Regions from separate parts of the Sus scrofa genome. Here region 2 is linked to region 1. The links are chromatin contacts, called in public HiChIP or PLAC-seq maps. All regions are on one chromosome and are shown on one strand. The core of a region is the stretch at or near the end of the contact, and the rest is flanking DNA. Distances in the headings are between cores, read along the strand shown.

The links. HiChIP or PLAC-seq counts read pairs in DNA pulled down with a chosen protein or histone mark.
Region 2: a contact with region 1 is called in an H3K27ac HiChIP or PLAC-seq map of alveolar macrophages. The contact joins the enhancer-like site here to the promoter of PARP8 in region 1. A contact is called at or near these places in 1 of 5 promoter capture datasets (liver), 4 of 47 Hi-C or Micro-C datasets (blood, embryonic fibroblasts, fibroblasts and 1 more) and 1 of 2 datasets of contacts at active chromatin or transcription factors (alveolar macrophages).

Annotation. Positions count from the first base shown.
Region 1 is chr16:30,302,681-30,308,097 of Sscrofa11.1, reverse strand. It overlaps PARP8 (poly [ADP-ribose] polymerase 8), which reads right to left and starts at 3,298. Exons shown (of 27, transcript XM_021076746.1): 1 at 2,958-3,298; 2 at 1,831-1,932; 3 at 809-863. The coding sequence starts at 2,988.
Region 2 is chr16:30,395,816-30,401,291 of Sscrofa11.1, reverse strand. It overlaps PARP8 (poly [ADP-ribose] polymerase 8), which reads right to left. Exons shown (of 27, transcript XM_021076746.1): 4 at 3,308-3,345. Among named protein-coding and RNA genes, the nearest start is that of PARP8, 94 kb to the right of the region's middle. Within about 2 kb of position 2,756, at least 4 of the 83 cell types and tissues checked have an H3K27ac peak or open chromatin away from gene starts, as enhancers often do. A contact at or near this core is called in alveolar macrophages, where this site is marked.

The sequences.
Region 1 (5,417 bases), core at 2,049-4,548:
TAGCTAAGAGATATTTTGGAATGTGATCAAATCATATTGAAAGTCAAGCCCTAACTTCAAGGCTAAATCTCTGACAGTTCTTACATGTGGCCATGGTTCTTTAAAGTCTCCAAAAGACACAATAGGGAGAAAATTCTACCTTCCAAGTGAAGATAGCGAGGTATATTTTAATGCTTACTTTTCAACTCTTTCTCTTAAACACAAAATTGAATTTGGGCTTCTTTCACACCATTAACAATTTAGTATTTACACGTGCATCTCATTCTTCCTACTCTAGAAAGAAGTTACACACGCTCAAGCTACATATAATTCCCAAATTCTTCCCAACTATGAAAACTCCTTTAAAAAAAAAAAAAGTATGGAGAATTGGCAGACTGAATGTTTATGTCAACCTTCAGAAAACATGTAAATGTGCAGCCCCAACTCATCAGAAAAATCGTCACATGTGGATCAAACTATTCGGTGACATCTGATGCCTTTTATGCCCAGTATTCAGGTTTTGTACTCGCCTGTGTCAACCCCTAAAGCCTCAAAAGCAAGCTACTACCGTACAAACAGCTTTAACACGAAGAGTGTGAGAGTTCTCTGCTTTTGGTCTGCGATGTGATCTTAGAAACACTTGAATCAAACACAATTATTTCCCCTCTGCGATTTAAAAGCAAGGGACCTTGGTTTAGCATGTGGCCAAAGAACAGCAACAACAGCAGAAGAAAAAGAAGAAAAAAATACCCAAACACGGAACACGGTAAGAACAAAGGAAACACAAGCCTCTGAACAGGAAATGAAGCAACTCTATACACATAAATACCTTTTGGGGCCGCCAATGTAGGTGAAAGTAAAGGTGGAGTCTGAGTATCTGAAATCTGAAACGGAGAGTCTTGTTAAGAAAAGCTACACCTTGAGTGGATTTTTAACCCTGGTTATGACTTGGACCCCCTATCTGATGGAGCCAAGGGGAGGCCTGGCGGGGTAGGAGGCGAGGGCTGGAGAACCCCGAGGTCCGCTGTCCCGCCGCGCAGGAGGGGGATGCTCCGCACCCAGAGCAGGGTGCAGCGGGAGGCCGCCCCCCCGCAACAAGTGCCGGGTGCCATGGCAACGGTGGGAATTTCCCGGTCGGGGCAGCCGGAAGTGGCCCACGCCGAGCTCGCGGCCGCAAAAGCAAAATTCAATCCCTCTCCCCCGGGAGCAAAATGGACGAAAGGCGACCCCCAGGCAGGGTCGCGGGGTGCCTCGGGAACCCCGGGGATCCCTTCCCTTTCCGGGGCATTGCATTGCCAGTCGGAGGGGACTAGAGAGAACTAAAGGGGCCAGAGATCCGCACAGCGCTGCTCCCCGGGGGACCTCGGCGCCGGCGCAGCCGGCCAGCGCGGCGCGGCGCGGCGCAGCGCAGCGGGCTCCATTCCCTGCCGCCGCCACCGCCGCCGCCGCTCAGTCCATTGCGCAAACCCGGCGGGTCCTACCCGCTGGCTGGGTCGCTGCTGCTGAAACCCTAGAGGCGGGTTTGGACGCTCCAGGAGTCCACAGGGGCTAAAAATACAATGCACGGCCCCTCAGCCTAGACCCCCGCTCGAGAGACCAAGGTTCTGCCCCCAAAGCTGGTGGCCGCCCCACACAGGGGGGAGGGGAGAAGGGGAGAGGTTGGCGCCCCCTCCCCCTTTTGGCTCCCGCTCCCGCTGCAGCAGCTGTTGCCAAATGAACCCCGGAATGGGGACGTGCTACACCCCCCATCCTCAGCCACACACGTCGTGTCCAGAAAACTGGGAAAAGGGGTGACGGGCAGGCAGAGGAAACAGGCGCTGAGACTAAGGCTCTGGAAAGGCGAGAACTCACCTGCAAACAGACAGTCCTTCTCGGCTCTGGACTTCTGGATCACGACGTCGATATCCTTCTGAATTCGCTCTTGCCTTGAACACATCCCCATTAAATAAATCCCTGGAAAAGAAGCAGCCGCTATTTCCACCCCACTCCACCCCCCTCGCACGCTTCCAGCTTTCGTAAATATTCAGTTAAAAATGAAACCTCTGGCCGAGGCAGGGGCTGAAGGCGAAGTGGTTTCGGAAGTGATCCTGGGTGAGAGAGGAGGAGGAGGTGGTGGAGGTGGAGGAGGAGGAGGAGGAGGGGGAGGTCGGCTTTGCATGCCCAGATGTGACCGCCCAGCTGCTGCTTGCCGCTGCTGGATTCCAATTTCCTCCCCTCCTGACAATGGATGGTGATGACACGGAGTCTCACTTTCTCCCTCCCCCGCCCGGACCAACGGCCGTGGGGGGCCGAGGGTGCCGGAGTCGGCCGGAGAGCGATCACCGGCGGGGCGGCGGGCGCCGGCGAGGGGCGAGCCCCGCTCCGCCTCACGCGCACACACCCCTCGCGGCCCTCACGCCGGCCTTCCACACCCGCGCACACTCGCGCCCGCGGGCGGCGGCGGCTGTGCCGAGGCTGCTGCAGCGCCGCCCGCCGCAGACCCTCCCGCGCCCGCCGCGCCCGCCGCCCGGTCACCCAGTCCCGGCCGCGGGGGCTTTAATAGTATCCGCCATCCGGGCGCAGGCTGGATTCCCCAGCACGACCGCCGCTCGCGCCGGGGGCGAGTGGGAACGTCGGTAGTGAAGACTCCCCGGGGCTCCCAGCCTGCCCCCTCTCCTTCCAGCACTTTTATGAATTCGACTCCACTTTCGGAAGGGATTATGAGTCACATGGAAAACCCAAACCCGAGTGGCTGGGAGCGGGGAAAAGGGAAAAGAAATATCGTTTAAAATGGAAAATAAATAAATAAAACGAACAAATCCTTCCTTGTTGCCACATCAGGCAAGATGGAAAAAGCCTTGAAATGACTCCAGACGTACACTCTCCCGTGCCCTGACTGCCAGAGTCTTTTTCTCCCTGATGGAATTAGCTCAGCCCCTTCGGAGCGTCCTTTAGGAAACACAGCCCCTTTTGGGGGACTTCTACTTGCAGAGACTCACCAGTTCTTCCCTCCTCCGTATTTCCGTCCATGAAAAATTGGTAGAATCAACTGGTACGTGCCAGGGTCTCCCTGAAGGATGGATATCTCTTTGGCTTGCTTTAAAAATCCGTGGTTTTGGGTGGGTTTTTTGTTTGTTTGGCCAGTCAGTCACCGGAAAGCTTCTACAATCTTGTTGTCTTATTTAGAAATGAGATACTGCCCTGACCCTCACTTTCTGTTCTGCCTAGGGACACCTTGGGCTGATGTAGCTGTTCTGTCTCTATACTGCCATATGCCCTAGGACAGGCCTCCACCAGCACTTTGCTTGTTGATCTTTTCTCCCCTGGGATGGCCTCCCTGAGCACACCATGTCTCACTCACTTGGTTCTGCATCCCCAGTGCCTGGTGCAGTGTCTGGAATGTAGGAGGCAGGCTGAGGTGTTGGCTGAATATGTGAATGGTCCTGCCTTGCAGCCTTTTTTCTTTATGGATAGTTTAGCTTCAAACCCCTTCTTTATCAGTACAAGTACCCAAGAGTTGTCAAACTGTCTCAGACCCTTAATTGGTACAGTGCTGATGCTGACAGTGACAATGTGTTGTTTAGTAGAAGTAGGAACAACTGTGGTCCTTGAAGGATTCTTAAAGACTCTAGAGAGACAAAAGTAATGAGAGATCATATGCTCCCAACTCTTGCAAAAAGAAAGTTATCTTACAGAAAGAAAACACCAAATGATTTGTCATACAGCCTAGAACACACCATGTTAGTTGTGAATTGTAAGAGGAAACATTCCTCTATGTCACCTGGACCACTGCAGTCTTTGATGTAGGAGAGGCACAGTCACACACCTGAAATGCTTCCTGACCAGGGCAGGACAGGTTCAAGTCCTTCCTGGGGAATGTGGCTTTGTCTATGCCCCTTGGCTACCAAAGGCACTTTCTTCTCTTCTCCAGAACACTGAAAATCGTGTGTACTTCCTCCTTCCATTCTGTGCTCTAACTTGTCTAAAAACTTAAAATCTGTTAACTCACAAGAATTTATTTTCTAGTTGTCTGTCTCCCAGGAGTGCATTCCCAAAGTAGTGCTCTTACTACAAATAAATTTAAAATAGTCTTAAAGCTACCAATTTTTTGTTGCTTTGTTTGGTTTTGGATCACCTCTTGGTTTACTACTCACTCATAAAATAGGCCTTCTTGTAATGTCCTACATTTGATTTTTTTTCAAGCTTCACAGACTGCCCTGTATTTGTTAAACAAAGCTAACCTCACTCTGTTCATGCCCTTAAGGTATGATATATTTAAATGTTTTTAAGTTTTAAGGGATTAGATAAAAAAATAAAAACTAACCCTTCTATCTAGTATGCATTTCTATTAAGTTTCTCTATTAGAGAAAACAAACTATCAAAGCATCAGTGTTCCCATGCTAGATCTTTATGGTAAGATTCTTTAAATTCTGCTCACAGCCAGTATCCCATTTACCCTGTCTCATTTCAAGACTCTTATTTAAACATTTAGATTATTCGTGGTCTTATGAAAAACTATTTGCACCCTTGAGATGAGGTTATATCCCTGCCTTAAACACTTGTGTTTACACGAACACACATACTCATATAGACTCAGGAACATAGTGCTTAGTAAGCCCTTAATCATTTTGTTAAAAAAATATAAATCATTATCCGTGAGGAGAGAGAACTTCTGTGGTATGCCATAGGAATTGGAAATAATTATTATGTGTTGGAAGATAGAATCTAGCTAAAACAGTCCCACTGGTTTAGAAAAATGAACCAAAGCTAACAGATAGAATTTATTAGAAAAAAATATATGTTCCTCACCTATGCTAATAGATTCAACTGCAGAATGCAAGGTAATGGAAATGTGGCATTAAGTTCAATGGTGTGACATGGTTATTAATCAGTTGCATTTACCCAGAATGTATTAGCACAGCCTGATACTGCTCTAAGCGCTTTCCACATATTAACTCATTTAATTCACAAGAATCCTATAGGGAAGCTGTTACTATTATTCTTTCAATTTTACAAAAGAGGAGACTGAGGCACGAAGGGATTAGTTCGCTGTCTAAGGTGGGACCTAGATGGCAATGAACCTTTTCCTCTCTCCAAACTTTCAGCTGTTGAACTGAACTTTAAGGAAAATAAATGTTCAGAAGTCTCACTGCTGAGTAAACTGGCCCTGTTAATGGCAGCAGGCCAGGGTTAAGCCAACAAGAAGCCCTATAATGGATTCTGAAGGAGGCCTGGAGCCTATGGGCTCTCAAAATAGCCTCTTCTAGTGGCAGTTATATTTCCCTTTCCTACACTGAACTTCCTTTCCCAAATGAATTCCAGCCCTCAGTAAAGTCTTAAGTAAAAGCCTGCACTCTGCTCTTCCATAGGAATTAAGAAAAGAGGGTGGGAGCAGGATTAGCAAAGAGAACAGCCCCTTTTCACAAATGCACAGGGGTATCATCAGTAGCAAATGCCCA
Region 2 (5,476 bases), core at 1,507-4,006, 94 kb before region 1:
AAACTGTCTACTGTATAAAATCCATGAAGAAGTACAGGTAAACCAGAAGATTCATCTATTTCTTCATTTATTTTGAAGAGCCAATACATCTTTAGAATTTCATTTATGTCATTATGTATACCGAAAACTCAAAGACCCTCTAAAATTTCATTTTCACAAAAATAAACTACGAGATGAGTTACAATAGATAGGACAGGTAACAATAGATTAAAGTTATAAAATGCCAGATCTGTTCCTAAGGAAATAAACAAGGTGATATGATCCTGAATTTGGAGGATTATGCTGATATATTTTCATAAGGCAAAGAAAATTCCGTATTTTCAAACTTAGATAAGATAATCATTGAACCATACAATCCGGAAAAAGTAGGAAAAAAAAAAGCCTGAAGAGCATAAGCAGAATAAATTTATAAAGGTGTTATCAAGATTACTGCTTTTAGAAATTAAAAGCAGCATAAAAGAGAGCTATTTGTTTGAAATAGTTTTTGAAACAGGCAAACGTTTTGGAAGAAAAATCAAAGATGCCAAACAATTCAATATGTATATAATACTCATTCTTCAAAAAAAAAAAAAAAAAAAAAAAAGCTCGGTAAATGAGAAAAGGAATGACACTTGCTTTTCTCAAAGCAACTTTGGAAGCATGCTCACTAATTTTGCGAAGAGAGACAAAGATTCCAATTTCATATCTATTATTAAAAATCATTCTGGAAGTTCTAGTCAGTGCAAGAGGAGGAAAAAATACAGGTGTGAATACTGGAAAGGAAGAGCAAGCATATAATTTTTATCTAATATTATCTATGTTAGAAATCAAGTGTTTTAACTGAACTCCTAGTACAAATAACTAAGGATTAAAATTTAATAATGGGGGAAATATTATCACAGCAGTATTTACTTCAAATAAAAGTATTAGTATTTCTAAAAATAAAAATATTAGTATTCATAAAAATATTAGTATTTCTTCCTCAGAAGTGACAGGAATTAGAAGTGAATTATACATAGACTAGGTTACCACCTTGGGAAGTATTTAACTTCTCTCAGCACATTTCTTCAAGTATAAAACATCATAATAGCACTTGTTCTGTCTATACAACAACTGGTATTTAGAACCAATTCAATGTGTATATGAAAATACCTGGTATCAGCATACTGGTTGCATCAACCAATTTAAAATACTACCTCAAAATGCTCTAATCTCTCTCTGCATCTTTGCGTTTTATTTCTACTCCTTTTCTTTCTATAAAATAAATTATAGTGTAAGTTCACTAAAACTTTGTTCCAGGAAGGGGAATTCAATTTTAAAAAGTACCAATGATAACCAATACTTTATTTTAATTTCAATCTCTGCGTACTGTAATTCCAGTGGGCTCCCCTACGTGAGAAAAACCAGAGTAATACCTCTCGGCCACAAGAGGGAGCTAAATATTTGGTTCACTTGGTTTTTATTAAAGGCATCTTCTACCATATTTCCTGTGCTACAGAATAATTCATTTACTGCCTTCAACTGAGCTTTGATTTGTGGCATTATTTCTATCATCTTCACTTAAAGGTCTGGCACCTCACATGGCTGACATCTCTATGAGCTGCCTCAGATGAGAAGCACAATAATTATAACAATTACAATAAATAATGGGGCACTTATTTTCCTAACATACTTAAGCAAACATTCAGCATCAAAAACATACTATAGCATAATAAGGAAGAAGGCTGATTGCAAAACCATCTAAAAACATTTTTAATAATTACTATTTCATGTTTTGGTTCTTCCAATGAAATCTGTGAGAGTATTTTTTATACTACTATTTAAAAGATAGGCATAGCTTTAATAATAACTTTCCTTGTAAAACTGTATAATAGTTTTATAGAATACTATGCTTAAAATATGTAGAGCATGGTAAAATAACTGCAAGGGACTTTATGACATGAAATTATTTTAAAATATAACATTTGATCTTACAAAAAGGTTAAATGCATAATGTATTGCCACAGGAAATATTTAGCTTAAATGCTAAAGAAATCCTCATCCCACATTATATAAACAAATTAGTTTTTAAAAGACTTATAGTATATATAATCAAAGTTACTTAGCAATATAGTTATTTTATACAGAAAATTATGAGCCCAATCATGCAGAGTAAGGGAATAAAATGGCTAGACTTGAATAGGAACTGGAATTATGATTCCAACTAAGACGCTGACAGATCATAACAGTTAGCTTGATAACTATCAGATTACATTAATAATACTGTAGTAAAAAAACTATATATATATGAAATATAGCAGTTACAATTTGCTAATCTTTGTCACAGAATACGATAAACAATAGATCCTTGCATGATGCTCTCTTCTGTGGATGTAAACTAATCAAGTCATATTGGATCTCCACTAAGTTTACAGTGTATATGCTCTTATTCAAGATAAAATTATAGGTTTCATTTGTGAGAAAAACACCAAAGAGAAACACATCTTGTCTTGTTTCAAATTATGAGGACCTAAATGTTGGCATACACACACATCCTGGGCTCTGATGAGATTAAAGTGAGTCCAGAAAGTAAGACTGACCATACCCTAGAAGACAGACACCGGCTTGATTTAAAGAAAACTGGATCTGTAGTGAATGTACAGTACACAGTAATTTCTATGGATAAGCGTTTGTGGACCTAGCAATCTATTTCAGAACAAACAGTGAGGACAGCTGTGTGCATGCAAGATGCCTAGTAGAATCTAGCCATATGGTCCTGAGCTCTGGACTACTGGATTCAAATCCTAGCTCTTCCTCTTATTAGCCGTGTCACCATTCATCTGTAAGGGTGGTAATATAGTGTGGTAATAATCCCATAGGGTTGTTGTGAAAATTGCTTAATTATACATACACTTAGAGAAATTAAGAAAGGCCTGTTATTTTCAATTCTTGCCATTACTTTTAGCTATTGTTTTAGCTTCTACTCTTACCTATTATTTTTAGGTTATGAAAAGCCAAAGGATGTTCCAAAAATCAACAACTAAGCCAGTCTGGAGAATCTATTTTAACTGTAATAAGGTAAATATATAGGCTAGGCTGAAGGTATAATATGGGCTCAAGGAAAGTACTTTTCCTGGGAAAGCTATTCTGATTCTAGGCTGCATCTCAGGATAAGGCATGCACCTCAGGGCAATCAACACAATTCTTTTATATCTTTAAGGCCTCCTTCCCCTGCCAATGCTTCACCACTAGAAATATTTATACACATTTTACATGTCCAGAGGAAAAAATATTCAAAGGAACCACAATGTGAATATTTGTAACAAAAATAAAAAGAAGAAAAACATACCTGGGTAATCTTCAGACACATGTACAGAATAGGATACACTGTTAAAATAGGGAGAAAAGAGAGAAAAGAAAGGCTAAAGTTATTGCTAAGGCAGATATGCTTTTCCATAATAAAAGCCAACACTATGTTACCCATTTTTTATACAGATAAGTCAGATATTACAAACAGATTAGAAAACTGATATTTCACATAGAAAACAGAGATTTTTAAGAGATATGACAAAGGAATAATATCTTTTGTGATACCTTTTTTTAGGCTAGGTCTTTTGACCTCAGCAATGTTTAATATTCAGTAATTTATGATCAGCTGCATTGTTTGCTCAGATTTTAATCAAATCATATTTTATTACCAAAAATGAAGTATACCTCCTGCTTAGTATGACACTCAAGAATTCAAGCATTTACAAATTTAAACATTTATTTCTAATATTCCTTCCCCACAATATTCTGTGCTTTTGAAACATGTCCTTTTCTTCAAAGAATCAACAAAATGATGAAACATGTAACTAAGAGCTATTCATCTACCAATCTTGCACCAGACTACCACCTGTTCTCAGAAGGACTGGATTGTTTTGAAAACCATTTTTAAAAACTCTTTTTCCCAGTAAACGCACTGTTTCTATGTACTTATCTCATATGACATATGGGAATTTGTCATACTTTGCTCTTCTATCTCTATAAACTAGATTGCAAGTCTCTTGCGGTGAAGGTTCACGTCTATTTGTATTTTTAGCATAATTATCTATGCTAAACACATATGCATAACACACAGCACATATTCAATATTAGCTTTTTGGATGGATCAGTGAAGCTGCCACCTGTCACAGAAAAGTCAAAATTTAGTTCAAGTTCAACTAAATTAACTGCCTGTTAAGAACAAAAAATATTTATTCTCTTTAAAGAAGTATAACAGAATATTGAGTCTCTGTAAAGTACCACTCACATAGTGTATGCCATCCAAATTACTTGACATATGAACAAATAGGAAACATGAACCTGTGTATGTACGAGAAAATTTGACCCTAGTGTTGGGATTAGCCCTCAATGATGTTAAAAGAGTTAATAAGTATGCTTATGGATGTGAAGAAAATCCAATCTGAAGAAGAAACAAACAAAAACAGATCATCAGGATCCTGTGGGACACTAGCAAAAAAGCAAGTATTTTACATAATTAGAATTTTAAAAGGTGAAGAGAGAGAGAGGGACTAATGCAAAAAAAAAAAAAAGCTGAAAATCTCCTAATTTGGGCGAAAGACATAAATGTATAGATTGAAGATGCTTTGATAACCCTAGGCAAGATAAGTGCAAAGAATATTACTCTCAAGTACACACAAACCGCTGAAAATCAAATATAAAGAAAACAATTTTAAAGAAGAAAAAAAATGGCACATTACCTATAGGGAAGCAAGAATTAATGTTACGTTTTCATGAGAAACTATGGAACACACAGGGTGGTAGAATAGTAAAGGCCTGGGGGCACCCACACGGGCACGAACTACTATGAACCCAGAATTCTACATCCAGGACATATATCTGTCAAGAATGAAGGTAAATACAGATGCTTTCAGAAAGAGAAAATTCTGGAAATATGTTTCAGCACATCAACTATAAGAAATCCCAAAGTTCTTCAGCCTCAGTGATTTCAGAAAGTCAAATACCCAGAAGGAAGGAAAAGCAACAGAAATTGTAAATATAAAAGACTCTTTTTCTCTTAATGTTTTAAAAATATACATGGCTGTTTAAAGTAAAAATTCCTACACTTCACTGTAGGGTTTATAACATATGCAAATGTAGAATACATGACAGTTATAGTATAATGTCAGGGGGTTAAATAGTCATACACAGTTTCAAGGTCCTTAACTTATGGAAAACGGTATAATATTGACCCTAAATAATAACTCTAAGGAAACTTAAGAATATATTCTTTAATTCCTAGAATAAGTACAAAAAAGCTTAAAAATAGATAAATCAACTGGCATTCTAAAATCATTTTGGAACATTTAATCCAAAAGAAAGCAGAGAGAACAAGGTCATTAAAGACACAGATGATTTGAAATAGATTTTCATAGAAAAATACAATCATAGAAGATATACAGAAGAGTATCTTTTTCTTTTCAGGTATACACGGACAGAATGTTCACCAAGATAAATCACATACTGGGCTACAAAA